Linked DNA regions of Anas platyrhynchos: region 2 is linked to region 1. The links are chromatin contacts, called in public Hi-C maps. All regions are on one chromosome and are shown on one strand. Each heading gives the region's core, a stretch centred on a gene start, on an enhancer-like site or on the middle of the called end of the contact. The rest is flanking DNA. Distances are from core to core; before and after follow the strand shown.

Region 1 (3,700 bases), core at 1,131-3,630:
TTGGTGCTTATGGATAGCACGTGTTAAAGTCTTGAAAATTGCTTTAGAGCAGTGCTCAGTAAAATATCATATCTATTTAGGATTTCATTTCAGGCTGTTTCTTGTCAGTAGTATTACGGGGAGAAAAAAAAAAAAGGAAGTGAGCACCAGGCTTTTTTCTTTTTAGACAGGCATTGTTAATTAAATAGATTTTTGTATATAGTGACTTTTTTCTTGAGGACTTTATGAAGTTTTTGAAGACTTCGTAAACAAGACATTAATAAGCTACACTGAGCTTTGAATTTGTGCCTGAATAGACAATAAATATTTAATGTTAATAAGCTCCAACTTCTTCCCATTTTTGAAGTTGGTAACAAATTTATTTCTAGCTAACCACCAATTCTATGTGATGGCAGATACTGGAACAAATATTTGTTTTTAAAACTCAGTGGGTTTTGTCCCATTGTCAGTCACCAATATTTGTTTGAACAGCCTACAGCTAGACTAGAAATGGTCTTAAAAACGCAGAAAAATTTTGCAATAGCAACAAGCAGTGTATTTCCTTTAGAGAAAGGAGAGAGGCAAGTATAGTTTCTGCTTATTTCCTTTCCTTTGCAAATAAGGACAGAGCTGTGTTTGAAAATGGCTATTGAGGAACAATTTGTGTTACGAAAGTCTAAAAGCTACATGATGACAGTCATCAACTTGTGAGAGTTTGTGTACTTTTCCTTTAGTATTACATGAAAAGCAGCCTTCTGTGCTCCTGAAGTGTAAGTTTAGATATAATGTCATCTCATAACACTGTAACTTGTGTTCATTTGCATTGAGTCTCAAGTGAGAGGGGGACAGACTGGATTTGGTGGGTTCCAGGAGTCCAAAGAGAAAAACACAATTAAACTTAGTGGTTCAGGGAATTGGATGTCCACCCAGGACTAACTGATAAATGCAAGGTCCTGTTCGTTTACATCCAATGGCCATGGCCACCATTGCCATGAACTTGGTCATAACTCCTTAATTGTTTTGTTTTCTTGACTAATCAAGACATTTTTTTCAAGACTCTGTTTGTAGAGACTTTTCCCTGATGTTTAGGATTGGATGAGCTCTTCTCCCCTTCTTTAAACTGGTTCTCTGGCAGGGGGAGAAGTTTACTCTGCAAATAAAAGAATAAAAACTTGTAAAATCCAGATCTAGGAGTGGCAGAGAAGCCAATTGAATGACGTTGCTATGGGAAATTATGTTAATTATCCCATCTTGACGAGGTGAGCTGGGCTATTTGAAGCCACTATGTCGTGTCAATTTGAGGAACAGAATCTTGAAATCTCTGCATGTCGACAGCAATTATCGTGAAGTCAACCCGCTTACATGGTACCAGACAAAAAATACTTTGTCCTCAGAAAAAGTCTTTCATCAGGCTTTTCTTGACAGTCTTGCTGCTTAGTCAGGGATGTCCAAAATGGTACACAAATCACAAAGGTAAACAAATTCTGGATTCAGCAATGAGGGGGTTTTGGTATTGTGATGTTTATCACCATAGGGTCAATTTCTGTCCACCCACCACCTTTATAAAGACTGTTCTTCAGCTGTTGAGGTAGTTCCTGGAGGACTGGAGCTGTACTTACTGCTGTTTGCTGTACTTTCAGGGTGAGTTTTTGTACCATCAGAACCTCTGTGTTTTCCTGTGAAAACCCACTGCTCCGACAGACAGCCATTGCAGACTGCTGAGAATAACATTTTTGATAGTTGTTACTCAACTCAAGCAAAGAGCTCAGCAGAATATCAACGGAGAAGATCCTTCAGAATGATTATTTACTATCTTTTTTTTTTTTTTTTTTTTAAAAAAGGCAGAACATTTCATCTGAGAAATGCTTGAAACATATGATGTACATGACCCTGTAAAAACTAAGACCTTTGCAATTTGCATTGTATTTTGCTGGAGTTCAAACCACCCCGGGGCATACCTGTGACCACTCATACATTATACTCTTCAAATCCAATTCCCCAGAGAGATGAATCAGCAGTTTTTATATTCATTTTCAGTTATTTAGTGACAGAAGACCACCAGACCCAGACATCATCTGGTGAACTAGGGGGTGGCATCCCTGCCCATGGCAGGGAGGGTGGAACTAAGTGGTCTTTGAGGTTCCTTCCAACCCCAGCCATTCTATGACTTCATGAGCACCTGGGTCTTCATAAATCTTGAAATGTCTCCTTTTGTGCCAACATTTCCAACATCCAGTTTCTTTCAGTCTTTCACAGACAGCTGTGAAACTGCTTTTGTACTGGGAAGGCAGTCATGGGACTATTCCTCATTTCTTCCCTTGACATTAGAAGCTACTGCTCCCTAGCGGCTGCTGGTCTCTCCTTGGAGAGGTCCTTCCCTTGCACACATTTCCTTTATTTCCCTGCATGACATCTATGTACAGAGTGACTTCTGAACACTACACATTTACTGAGTAGTCTGCAGTTCAGAGTTGCTGCTGCCTGCTTTGTATTTGTGTGCCCCGTGGTTTCAACAGTCAGCTCACCGCACTGCTTAAGGAAGTTGTATGGTGTTGACTTTCTTTAGAAGATTAAAACAAAAGTTCAGTAACTCAGACATCTAAGGTTTCTCTAATCTACTTCAAACCACAGTGTGCAAGTACACCCACATCTTTTTGACAAAAGGCTGTTCTTTATCTAAAAATAAATCTAAGCAGAAGCTTTATCTGCAGATCTTGTTTCTTGTATTTCTGTGTAACAAACATTGAGGCTGTGTGGGGACTGCTTTTTTTTTTTTTATTACCATGTATTATTTTTGTTCATGCTGCTCTCAGGAAGGAGATGCACACAATATACAAACTAAATATACTTTTTATTAGCAAGGCTTTTAAAGTACAGTCTTGCATCCATCAGCTTAGCTGAACACAGTTTCAAGCAGGTTGGATTACTTCATGCACCACTGGAAGAGAGGACAGATGCTGTTTCTGTACAGAAACACCATCCTCAGCTTTAGCTTGCATCAGTTTCAGCTGACTTCCTGTCTTTCCCCCATCAGCTGGGGAAGCTATGGTATTTTTTTTCTTTTACAGGACTACCAACATATTTTCCTTCTCACTGCTGAAGATTATGCTCTATTTTTGACCTCTCACACCCATGAGAATCCTCCCAGCTTTCATTGTACACTTTAACTAGAGTCTTCTCTCAGGGCTGGTGCAGCAGGGTGGGTGGCAGGGCTGGCCTCTCCTGTGTCATTGCACTAATTCCTATAATCTAAAAAAGCATTTGTCATCAGCTTCAGTGTCCTGTCTGCTGACCTCCAGTCCTTCACCACGTTCCACATGTAGAAGCCTCTACACCAACTTCACCTGGTACATCAGTTATAAGATCTACCCCCACCCAGATCTCCTAGCATCAATCCGTTCTGTAAAGAAAGCTTTTTGTGCTTGATGATTAAACTGTCTCTTCCCCATCACTTTCCCTCCCATACAACTTCCCCTTCTCTTGCTCCACTCAAGTTCCTGAATCTACCCACAACCACATTTGGCCACTCCAGTGTTTGGCTACTTCTGACTGCACCCTGTTTGTGCTGCTGTCTTCGAACCTAATCCAAACGTGGCGAAACCTGCATCAGCTGCCCGACCACTGTATTCCTCACTCCTCTTTGTACAAGTCTTTCATGACCACATACTAGTGAGGTAAATCTGATTTTTGCCAACCATTTCCCAGTCTCCCCAACCAGCAA
Region 2 (3,811 bases), core at 864-3,363, 110 kb after region 1:
GTCTCTAAGCTCTGGTATTTTCTACTCTGGTACACTGGAACCATGTGAGGTATTTAAATCTGTAGGAAGTTCTAGAGCAGCAAGCAAGTAAACATTCTGGGTAAATTAACTTGATTATTTCTATCTGAACAACCTCAGGGTAAAGAAGGTCAGGATTTAGGTCTTGAGCATGGGACTGGGGAGGAAAAGTAGGTTGGTGCTTTACTCCAGTTCCTGGGGCTGGCTGTCAGAACAGCTTTGCTTGTTATTGCAGAGGCCCTTAGCAAACACAAGCCCATTAAGCTGTGATTTGAAAATGTGCAGTTGGCAATAGAGAAGATGCATAAATAATAAAACAACTGCTAATAAAAACAACTGCTAGTATATATGATAATAACCTTTTAATACATTATTTATGCAATAATGCAATAACCTTTTTTTTTTTTTTTTTTTAGCCTAATTAAGTCTACACTGTTTCTGTCAGTGCTGCTGCCACATTTGAATGAGGAGGTGACGTAATCCGTAATTCACCATCTGTCTCATTGTGTCAGGTGATAAATGACCTGGTGCAGCAAGCTCTGCCTTTCCCATTGCTTGTTATCTAATGGACATAATAATGAAAAGGTGCTCAGTGATACTAAAAGAGAAGTCTCAAAATCCTTCACTGTGCCTATAGACAGGATACCTCTTCATGTGGGCTTCTCAGGGTAGATCAGCTTTTGGATAAAACTGACGCTTTTGTTAAATACTGTTTCTAAATGATAGAGTATTTAGGCCATGGAGCAAAGAAGCAGCTGCCTCTTGGTTTCTTCCTTGAGCTTTTAACTTGCTGAATATTTGTGAGAATTCCCACTGATCATTTGCATTCTGAAGAAGTCTGTGGTCTGCCTTGCTTCTTCACATGGGAATTTCCACACAGATAGTGAGATAAGTGAAGATCCAGAACAAACAGGGTATTTTATTGTATTTTTCCTTATACCTTGATTAGTGTTGTAATAAAAAAAAAATTCGTTGTCATGATTTAAGAAGTATCGAACTTCTCATTTTTGTTGTTGTTGTTTTTGTTTTTTAATTACTACTTTTTTTTGGTGGTGGTATTTACAGGTACTTTGCAAGTAGGATAATGGCAGGATTTAAGTGGCAGGGTCTTTGCAAGTAGGATTTTATGGCAGGATTTAAAATGGCAGGCCCAGTAAAATGGACTTGTTATCTGGCCCACAAAGTCTGGGGAGATGTGTATAGCAAGCTGCTGTATTTTTAGCAAGGTAGTAAAAAAAGTAAGTGGTAAATGATTAAAATCATGTAGCAGAAATGACTATGTCTTATGAAGATAATTAAACACTTACTCGGGTCACTAATGCAATTTTCTGTGAACATGTTAACATTTAATATCCATTATCATGATGTATTGCATATGACTCACCTGAGGACAGGAAAATGCTAATCTTAAGTACACTAATCTGTATCACTTAGATAAAACTATTTAGATGAGCATATGAAGTAACAGAGAAGCGTGGCAGTAGTCAGAACATGGACTTCTGTACTTTGCCATTATATTGCTCGTTAAACTTTTGGCTATTGGACTTAAGCATGACAGACCTCATTACCTATTAAATAGTCAGAAACACTTGAGAAACAGATGCTATTTTTCTCTTATCTACTCACAGGTTCTGAATTTTATATGTATATTTAGGGTTGAATAAAGGATTATGTTTCAGAAAATGCGTTTTCATTCAGTAATATCGGAATCTTTGTCCTTGCTTTTTGTGGTGTTTACAGCCTTTAAATAAAAAGAGAATGCTTATTTAACAGGCTTTTAAATGAAAAGAGAATGTATATTTGTTTTATAATAGGTTTGTTTAAGGAGTATTTTCTCTTCAAAATATTTCGGTATGTTTTGTACTACCCACATACAAGGAATAAAGGAGTTTGGTATTGACTTCTTCAGCTGTGCTTGTTCTTATCAATGAGATAAAATGTTTCCAGTCCTGATATCTTCCAAAACAAAATGTTGTGTGTTCAGTTTCTGGCTGGGATCGCTTTGCCTGCTGTCACCCTGGCAATATAGTGGTACACATGCACAGATCTGTTTTTAATGAGTGTGACAACAGGGGAGCACCGTGGAAGCCCATACCTTTTGCAATCGCCTCTGTGGTTTCAGACCAGCCTTCACTCCTCCTTGCTAGCACGTGCCAGGCATAAGCTGGGCTGTGCCTGAATGGCAGAACATCTGAATTCTTTTGGAAGCTATTGCATATTGTTTTAGGTGATTGTTTACACAATTTTACATGAAGAGATCTGCATGAAAGTACATGTACCCAGCTATTGCAACATGTCGATACTACCTAGCTGACTGAGCAAAGGGGCAGAGCTGCTCTGAGCTTTTCTTAGCAGTTTGGAGGGAGGGAGCCCTTGGGAGAACAATAGTTCTGAGTCACCCATTATTTCCATGCTGTGTTCCAGCTGTGGTGGTGCCCATATGGTGATGACAAGTCCCAGGTATAATGTCAGGATAAACTCAGGAGACTTGAAGACAAATGGTATTTCTTTTCGGCACTAATAGTTTGAAAAAGCCACCCCACTCTTGAATCATTTTGTTGTTTTGTTTGTTTATTTTGCTATTATCACCTAGACTTCCTTTTTCTCCTGTTGCTTGTGGGATCTGTCCAATTTTATGATGCCAGCCCTCTTCCTAGACAGTAACACTGTGGTAATTCCTTCTCTGAAGCCTTTTCAACATGTGCTGTGTTGGATTCTCCGAGGCCAAATGGAGCCCAGGTCTCCTCATAACTGCACCCATGCTAATAAATGGAACGTGCCCTGGACCATTTCTTAACGCCAAGGCCAGCTCGTGTGGGATGACTTTCACACATCCAAAAGAGAACCTGCACCAAAAATGTCTATTAAGAACAGTTCCTGTCTCTAACACCTGAAGCATTGGTATTGCTTAGGAGAATGGTATTTCTAGTGAGCCACAAGGGATTATTGTAATAGATCAATCTTCTGACAGCAGTCTGAGTGCCTGGGAGCATTCCTTGACAACTCTGAATTTACTAACACAAGTAATCTATGCTAATCTGGTCTCCTACATTCAGGATCATGCTATGATTGTTACTTAGGTGGTGTATATCCTCAAATGCTTCAACTTCTGCCCCTCTGCCTCTGGGTTTTAACCTTTATTATGATTTTCAGTCTCAAATGCCAGTGTTCTTGATGTTTCACACAGAAGGTGGCTAAAAATTAATAATGATATAAGCCAATAGCAAACTGGAAAAATTACTTTCAGCAATTCCTTGGAACAAAATTTGTGTCTTTTTTCCTCCTTTTCTCTCATTTAAAATCCAAACTATTACACAAGTGCTGGAAACTTCATGCAAAACACTGTAGAGTGCCAAAAATCTCCCAGGTCGGTAATTACAGTTTCCAGAAGTACATAATCTGCTGGAGCTTTGTCTTGCCACTTGGGAAGCTACAGTTCTCTCCAAATAGCTGTCAAGCTGTCAGTCATGACAGAGTCATCAAGGATAACATTCATTACTACAAGACTGGAGAAGACCAAAAAATCAAGTGGGTGCGTAGAACAAGCTGGTGAAGTAGGGGCTGAAAATATTAAACATTTGCATTTGCTTTGTTTACATTCTGTGTTGGCCCTTCAATAAGGGTAAAAAATTATGTTTATTTGAAAATGCACCTATGCACCTTGAAATCAAATTAAGATGCAGCTTATTGGTAGCTAAAATTAGAATTGAGCATGTTTAGTGCTGTACAAGACCGAATTCTTAATGGAAGCATCCACCCCCATTCCCAGCTCCAGGTTTGAAACCCTTCAGGC

What was found. Hi-C and Micro-C count contacts between places; a contact is called where the count stands out from the background.
Region 2: a contact with region 1 is called in a Hi-C map of skeletal muscle, with 5 times the contacts expected there. The contact joins two enhancer-like sites. A contact is called at or near these places in 3 of 8 Hi-C or Micro-C datasets (F1 follicle, skeletal muscle and subcutaneous adipose tissue).

The regions. Positions count from the first base shown.
Region 1 is chr2:26,138,146-26,141,845 of IASCAAS_PekinDuck_T2T, forward strand. NBN (nibrin) reads left to right here. Exons shown (of 17, transcript XR_011807426.1): 17 at 1,620-2,683. It overlaps OSGIN2 (oxidative stress induced growth inhibitor family member 2), which reads right to left. Exons shown (of 7, transcript XR_011807427.1): 7 at 2,812-3,700. Among named protein-coding and RNA genes, the nearest start is that of OSGIN2, 21 kb to the right of the region's middle. Within about 2 kb of position 2,381, at least 1 of the 8 cell types and tissues checked has an H3K27ac peak or open chromatin away from gene starts, as enhancers often do.
Region 2 is chr2:26,248,513-26,252,323 of IASCAAS_PekinDuck_T2T, forward strand. It overlaps LOC113842885 (a long non-coding RNA gene), which reads left to right. Exons shown (of 3, transcript XR_003495758.3): 3 at 435-1,926. Among named protein-coding and RNA genes, the nearest start is that of RIPK2, 4.4 kb to the left of the region's middle. Within about 2 kb of position 2,114, at least 1 of the 8 cell types and tissues checked has an H3K27ac peak or open chromatin away from gene starts, as enhancers often do.